Linked DNA regions of Danio rerio: region 1 is linked to region 2. A link is a contact called in public HiChIP or PLAC-seq data. All regions are on one chromosome and are shown on one strand. Each heading gives the region's core, a stretch centred on a gene start, on an enhancer-like site or on the middle of the called end of the contact. The rest is flanking DNA. Distances are from core to core; before and after follow the strand shown. Region 1 holds the start of maml3 (mastermind-like transcriptional coactivator 3). Region 2 holds the start of tesk1a (testis associated actin remodelling kinase 1a).

Region 1 (3,918 bases), core at 404-2,903, 290 kb before region 2:
CACAAAGACCTTTCCTGTATTGCCAAATAGATGGAAAACAGTCTGTTTGGACAATTAACACTTTAGGAAAAGAAAACGGTATAATTAACGTAAAAAGTATTCACAATAGCAGCTAAAATGATTAATTAAACACTTTTTTTAAAATGAAGTTTCTATAAAAGGTTTAACAAATATATAAGTTTTATGCTCCAATACAGTGGTGTGAAAAACACACCAAAACACTGATCAGATCAACATACACTCCCAGAAATAAAGGTACGAGAGCTGTCACTCGGGTGGTTTTTTTATAAAAGCTACACATTTGTACCTGAAGAATGTCTAAATACCTCAAGTGTACATATTAGTAGATAGTACAAAAGTTTACCTCTTAAAATGTTTAGGTAAGCTTTTGGGGTACCAATATGGCCCCTTTAAGTACAAATGAGTGTCTTTTGAAACGGTACCACCCCAGTGACAGCTCTTGTTTTTTCAGAGAGTGTACAATACAGTTTAAAATGATCTAACATTCATTTTAAAGGTTTTCGTTTGCCCTTCTGTTTTCATTTAAATACAAATATATGTGTGTATAAATATTTAATAATAATAAAAACAACCACAGCAACATATTACACAAATATGAATTATTAAAATAGTATATATGATAATATAATCAATTGCATTAATTTACTGCTACTTATAATAAATATATAATTCAAATTAATATTATGCATTGTTATTTATGATAATAATAAACGTTATGGTGGCACAGTGGGTAGCACGATCACCTCACAGCAAGAAGATTGCTGGTTCGAGCCCCGGCTGGGTCAGTTGGCATTTCTTTGTGGAGTTTGCATGTTTTCCCCGTGTTGGCGTGGGTTTCCTCCGGGTGCTCCGGTTTCCCAGACAGTCCAAAGACATGCACTATAGGTGAATTTAACAGGCTAGATTGACAGTATATTGAATAAGTGTGTATGCAAGAGTGTATGGGTGTTTTCCAGTGTTGGTTGCAGCTGGAAGGGCATCCGCTGCGTAAAACAAGTTGGATAAGTTGACAGTTTGTTCCACTGGGGTGACCTCTGATTAATAAAGAGGCTAAGTCATTAAATAACATTTAATGGTGTTTCTCAACCATGCTCCTGGAGGACCACCAGCACTGCATGTTTTGAATGTCTCCTTTGTCTGTCACACCCATTACAGGTCTTTTAGTCTCTGCTAATGAGCTGATGATCTGAATCAGTGTGCAATGTGCAGAGCTGGTGTTCCTCCAGAAACGTGGTTGAGAAACACTGATTTATTAAGAATACTAATAAAACATATAATAATCATAACAATAACAACAATACAAATAATTAATTTTTTATAAACAAAATAATTTTCACTTAAATGTTCATTGTTGTAAATTATATTCTTTGATGCTTTAAATACGTTCACCCCTCATTTCTCCTCAATCCTCCGCCGACAGCGCTTTGTGCTCTCCTCCTCCTCCTCCTCGAGCATCAGCTGCAGTACCGTAACCCGCCGCTAAAGCACCATACCGCTCTGCCGTTTGCCTCCCGTGAAGTGAACGTGACTCCGCGTCCAGAGAGCACTGGAATCCCGTCCGTGTTTTGCGCGAAGCTGACGGCTGCTCTCCGGCTGGTGGCTGCTCTTCGCTCGGCTGTTGTCCTGATATCACTCCGCTAGCATGGAGGAGGGGAGCGCTTGATTATTGTGATGGTGGCAGCTGCCGTACACACTGGCGACTGTAGGATTTCCTCTCCAGCCATCGGGACTTTAACGAACTGCACACCTTGTTCGCGCTCGGGGAGGCTTTCGCCGGCCAAACTAATGAAATGCAAGTTCACGAAACAACTCCGGAGCCTGTTCGCAGCAGACGGCAAAACTTTTTTCAGAAGGACAACACAATAAAACGACGGGCTCGCAGCAGCGGTGCTTGTGCGTGATGGTTGCGAGTAACATCCGGATGTTTGATGGAGCTCCAGTAGCGGCGAGAGAGTAGCAGCCCCGGTCGCCTCCGCGGTCCCGCACTGTTGTCTATTGAATGGTTGACACGGCGATCCTCCCGGAGGAGGGATTTACGCTCGTTTGAACGCTTCTTTCCTCACTATTTCACTGTATCTGGCTCCCTGGCGAAGCGGACTTCTGCCCCGCTTTGGAGAGGGGAGAGAGAGAGAGTCAGGGGGGCTTGACAAAGTTCTTCCCGAATCACAGATGATGGGGGATTTTGCCAGCCCCGCTGCCGTACCGACCGGCGGCGGCATTTGCATTAATAACAGTAACGTGAACTTAAACTCTGCCATTAATGCAGCCAACAGCGGCAGCACCGGCGGCGGTAACATACCGAAGCACAGCACGGTGGTGGAGCGGCTCCGCCAGCGGATCGAGGGCTGTCGGCGGCACCACGTCAACTGCGAGAGCCGATACCAGCAGGCGCACGCCGAGCAGCTGGAGCTGGACCGCCGGGAGACCGTGAGCCTCTACCAGCGGAGTTTAGAGCAGCGGGCCAAGAAATCCAACAACAGCAAACAGCAGAGCAAGCAACAAGAGCCCGACTCCAGCGCGAGCGCCGAGCAGAGGAACAGCACCCTGATCGCGGTGAGTTCAGCTCTCTCCATGGGCTGCCCGACTCCTCTCCTTCTGTGTGTCTGTGTGTGTTTGGACATGAACAGTGTTTGTTTGGGTCATAGACTCGTTGTGATTAAACTTTAGCTCGGCGTTTGTGCTTTTTACACTTTGGTTACTTCAATCAAAGCATAACTTGATTAAACCGTTTGTGAAAGTGCTTCTCGTGACTTTGGAGGCGTTTTACCACTTTTCTGTGCAGCCTTGTTTAAAGTTATGTAGTAGTTGATGATGTCATTTGATCTCCTCCTACTTACTATTTGCAGTTCAGCCGTGTTTCATGTTTGGGAAACATAATTGGGGTTGAAAATCGAGATCAGCTTGCTAGCTACACTGTGCGAATGTGTATTATCGTGTATTGTTTTGCTGAGAAGCGCGACGGTACACATGGCGAGTCGTGCCAGTTTCAGTTTCCTTTTAGGCGCGCTGTTTGAAAAGATGCTAATGTTTTGCGTTTATTTCACATCCCTCTCTTTCTCTCTTCCTGCTAGTTAGGCATGCGTGTGTGTGCAGTGTAACTGTTCGGTGCGATATTTGTTGAAAGAAAAAAAGGAAGGAAACGAATGCACATACATGTTTATCTGCATGCTAAGATCAAGATGCCACCACAGAAAAGTTGCAGCTTTAAAATCGGTCACTCGAATCTCAAGCCACTGCAGGAGAGCTTCGTGTCGCTGTCTTTTGTGTCAGTCCTCTTTGAAATGCTAAGTGTCTGCGATTTCTGAGGGTGACATCGGTAGTTTTAAAGCGTTAATGGCCGGTGTCGTCGACCCCCCTCGGTGCGGTGTGGATGTTACTGTAAGCCGGTTTATAAGCAGCAAACGCTTCACATCGAAGGTATTGCGATTTAAAGAGACCGCAGCCTTTCCGTTTCTCCGTGTTTTCTCCACATAAGCGCCGTGCTGCAGCTAGGTGGCTGTATCAAGTCGAGTTAGGGTCTTATGTGTGTGTCTGGGTTCAGACCCCACACAATGGATGTGTGTCAAATCCTAGCGAGCCGCCTATGTAGGCAGCATTTTTTTGTGAGGAAATAGCTGCACGCGCGTGGATGCACGCTTTCTGGCTACATACAGTTATATTCAGTAGGCTAACGTGGGTAAATAACAATTTCACTCCATCGTGCTAATTGTTTTAAATGGCACCCAAGCCAACACCTAGGATGTTAGCTTTGACTTTCAGATTTTGGAACTGTCACTTTGGAAAATTACGCATTTTAATGGTCTATTAGAAGTTAAATAACGTTTGTTTGTTACGTTTTAAAGATGAATGTGTTAGCTAAGCTAATCTTGTAGCCTTTGTCATGACAGTAGGGTTTGA
Region 2 (4,163 bases), core at 1,066-3,565:
AGTCTGATGTGGTAGTTTTGCTGTGAAAAGTTTCATTCATTTTCTTTTCTGCTTAGTCCCTTATTAATCCGGGGTCACCACAGTGGAATGAACCGCCAACTTATCCAGCACGTTTTTACACAGTGTATGTCCTTCAAGCCGCAACCCATCTCTGGGAAATGTGTAAAGTTTGTGTGAATCTATTTTCAACCATATAATTTTTTTCCCGCCCTAGAATATTTTTCAACCATTTACTGTTTGCTCTGCAGTGCCCTGCAGTCAAATCTGTTCAATTAAACCTACATGCAAATCACTCTCTCCTGAAGCCCTGATTCACCAAACCTCAAAGTAATTTGCTTATGATGAATTTATCAGCCTTTGAAAATTCTCGTGCAGTTTTAATAACCGATCTTGATCGAAAACATTTTAGTCTGTGTGTTCTGTGTATTTTCACCTGAATATAGCCTACACGGTGGTACAAATAATATTCCTTATACAGTTTTGTATCTTTGTAAAAGTTGTACCTTATAAAGTCCTCATGATACTGTTCCTTTTATGGTATAACTAAAATGAAGGTACACAATTGTTCTCATAAAAGGCACATAAGTGTTGGACAACTCCTTCTGTATTACAATACCTAATGAAAATAAATATGACTGGAAAGGCAAAGTGATTTTAGGAATAATTTTCTTATTAAAACATTCATTCATTCATTTTCTTTTCGTTTTAGTCCCTTTATTAATCTGGAGTCGCCACAGCTGAATGAACCACCAACTTATCCAGCATATGTACGCAGTGATTCCCCTTTCAGCTGCAACCCATCAATAGGAAACATCCACACACACTGATTCACACACATACACTAAGGCCAATTTAGCCTTCCCTATTCACCTGTACCGCATGTCTTTGGACTTGTGGAGGAAACCGGAGCACCCGGAGGAAACCCACGCCAACACAGGGAGAACATGCAAACTCCACATAGAAATGCCAACCCTGCCGAGGCTCGAACCAGAGACCTTCTTGCTGTGAGGTGACAAGCCTTACCTACTGCGCCACCACGTCAAGCAAATTAAACCATGAATCATCTGATTTAAATTTAAAAGTAAATGGTTAAAGAAACTCATAAACATTAATTATTAAGTTCTATAATACAATAATACAAAACAACTGGTAAAACATAAAACGATAGGTATTGTAAACTAAATATGTAAGGCATTTAAAATAAATGTTTGGTAAGCATTTTTGACACTGTTAGGTACAAGTGTCTTGTCACTGTAGTACCTTCATGGATCAGATTTTTGAAGGAATGATATTGTATCTGCAGGTTTTAAAAACCAAATGTATATTTTCGTTTCCAATAGTACAGATCTTGTGGTACAAACTGCCATGATACAAATTTGTTTTTTTTGTCTTAAGGTACAATTCTGTCCCATAAAGGGTACTGCCCCAGTGACAAGGGTTTGTACCTTCTTTGGTACAACATTGTACATTTTTTTCTGAGAGTGTATGTCACATATTCAATTTAACGATATTCACATTGATGCCTCGTTGCGGCACTTTACAAATTTTAAGCATTAACACGTTTCTAAACTGTCTCGTGACCCATGTGCTTTAGAATAAAGTGCTTAGATTGTACTATGCTTTTATGTACTATGCTGTTTGTGTTCCATATTGGTGTATTTATAGAGAGCTTTTTTGGCAAACCTTCCATTTAATATAGAAACCTCGTCAAACTATAGGTTATATACAATTTCAGGTTATATGTTAACTTTCTTGTGCTCTAGACTAAAATAATACTAAGCTACGCACTTATGTGTCGGTTATTTAATGACAATAATTTAATCCTCATTATTTTAGGTGACCAAAATGCTATGATGCAATCAATGTTTTTATTTGAAATAAAAGAGATCTAGGTGTTTTTGCACTGCTGACTCACGCCGATGATATCATCTGTATTTTATAAACGTTGCATTGTGACACGAAATTTAAAGGTGACATCATAGTTGAGCAACGCCATCGCGCTGAGCGCTCTCATTGGCTCGCATGCTTGATTGATGTGCACAGCGGCCAATCAGAAGCCTTAATATGAAAACTGGCATCACGATTAAAGGCATAGGTTGTCTAAACTGCAACGTAAAACTTATTTTTAATGTGCAACGCCTTGATAAATTACTTAAAGCAATTGCTAGAAGTCAGCTAAGCTTAGATTTTAGTCTTGCAGCCTGCAGCGCCTCATTGTTTCGTTCTCCTGAAAGTGCTTCAATAATGCAGAATCACACTGGCACACGTTGGAACCTTTTCTGCGCATGCTCGACGCGCAATGTCCAGCCTTGCCAAGACCAGCCCCTATTCTTCACCAATGAACAGTCAAATTTACAAGCGGCATACGCGTTACTCCATGGCCGAGACGGACAGTGACAGCTTGCAAACGATACGTTGTTGACAAAACAGTGAAGACCTGCTAAATGCAACGTCGGCACCCAAATAAGAACATATTTTCGTCGACCTCACCAAAATCAGGTAGAGTGCCATATTCCGGGGCAGCCGCATGGGCCCAGCTACGTGCATGTTTCTCCCGGTTGAATTTGCATGCATACTCAAAGATGCTTTTTTATACAAATTTAGCATGTCTAATAGAAAACAATGATCGGATAAGTCTGCGAAATGGCAGTCGCTTATGAATCGATAACGGTGAGATATGAACTGCGCTCGGAGCAAAAGCCCTCACAGCGGTCATGCCATTTCAGCAGCAATCCGCAATGGATCCGTCTGTAGCCAGGCTTGACAGATGGTGCGGACACACACACATACCCACACCGCATTTTTGCAGCCGTCGGAATGATTTAGCTACTTTTCATATTTATTTAAGAGCTTGCGTAAGATTTGTCATAGAAACGGTAACGGTAGTGCTGCTGTCTCTGGCATCATTTCACCTGGTCATGCTGTCGCCATTTCTATCAGCTCATCCATACAAGAATAATTGCAGTACTTATTTTAAACAGTATTCATCATTTCTTACAGGTTGTTTGCTCGAATGAGAGTGAATCTACCGTCAGATAACCTACTGGAGAGGACAGATTTGCTTGTCTGCACCGGCAGCGACCTGATTTAGGGACCGGCCGGAATATGAAACATGGCATCCGCATCTCTCGGGAAAGCCCGAGCGCACTTCTCATCACTGGAAGTCGTCTTGCCTTTTCGGAGAATATTTAATCGGCTAATTTTATGTGGTTAACATTGTTACGCGAGTTTTTGCTAGTGGTTGAGCCGTGATTATTCTGTAGTGCATCTCCCTTTTAATATGGATATTTGGACTTGGTTGCGTTAAAGTGACCCGCTTTCAGCCTGTCCATCATAATGGATCAAGATGAGAACCAAGAACCATGCGAACCCCCTTTGCATGCCCTTTACGGGCCTAACCGGATTCGGCCTTCTTCGTACCGGGCTCTGCGCAGTGCCGTGTCCAGCCTGGCACGGATTGACGATTTTTTCTGTGAAAAAATCGGCTCAGGGTTCTTCTCAGAAGTGTTTAAGGTAAACTTTACTCTTTTTGATACAGAAACTAAGAATATTAATAATTATTATTATTATTTAAGGGATATTCTACCAGAAACGTACATTATTTGTCCCTGGAATAACATAAATACAGCGAATTAAAAGTAGTTCATGCCAAAACTTTCTAAAATGGACTGATGGTTGATTTCTGTAAAGGAATATCTCATTCATTTGGTTCTCAGATTTTTGTTCTTTATTTAAAACACTTTACACTGCACAAACTGTCATTGTCCATGTCCTCAGCCAAATTTAACCTACAGCTTTAATAGTTTTGTTATGCTAAAAACCGTTATTTTGGATAAAATACTTCCGAAATAGCAAGTCTTAGTTGTTGTTATCATTCACATCAACTGATCAAAAACATGAAATTATGAATAAATTCTATAAATAAAAACTATAAATATATGATACTAATAAATGTACAATTGTCCCCATGTTTCGGTCAGTCCTGTTACATTTGCATTAAATTGAAATTTAACAATAAAGGATGCCTTCTGACATTGAATTGTATGATTTTATGCTTGTTTTTGTATGATTTTTTTGAGGACAACAAGCTTAAATCAGGTCCTGTCACATTTTTTATAAGAGAAAATGTACGTTTCATGGTAGAATGTCTCCTAATTGTTATT

What was found. HiChIP or PLAC-seq counts read pairs in DNA pulled down with a chosen protein or histone mark.
Region 1: an H3K4me3 HiChIP or PLAC-seq map of gastrula embryo shows a contact between it and region 2, with 2.1 times the contacts expected there. The contact joins the promoter of maml3 here to the promoter of tesk1a in region 2. A contact is called at or near these places in 2 of 4 datasets of contacts at active chromatin or transcription factors (embryo and gastrula embryo).

What each region holds. Positions count from the first base shown.
Region 1 is chr1:43,618,766-43,622,683 of GRCz12tu, reverse strand. maml3 (mastermind-like transcriptional coactivator 3) reads left to right here and starts at 1,653. Exons shown (of 6, transcript XR_012407336.1): 1 at 1,653-2,574.
Region 2 is chr1:43,326,056-43,330,218 of GRCz12tu, reverse strand. It overlaps tesk1a (testis associated actin remodelling kinase 1a), which reads left to right and starts at 2,315. Exons shown (of 11, transcript XM_021476824.3): 1 at 2,315-2,499; 2 at 3,001-3,513. The coding sequence starts at 3,337.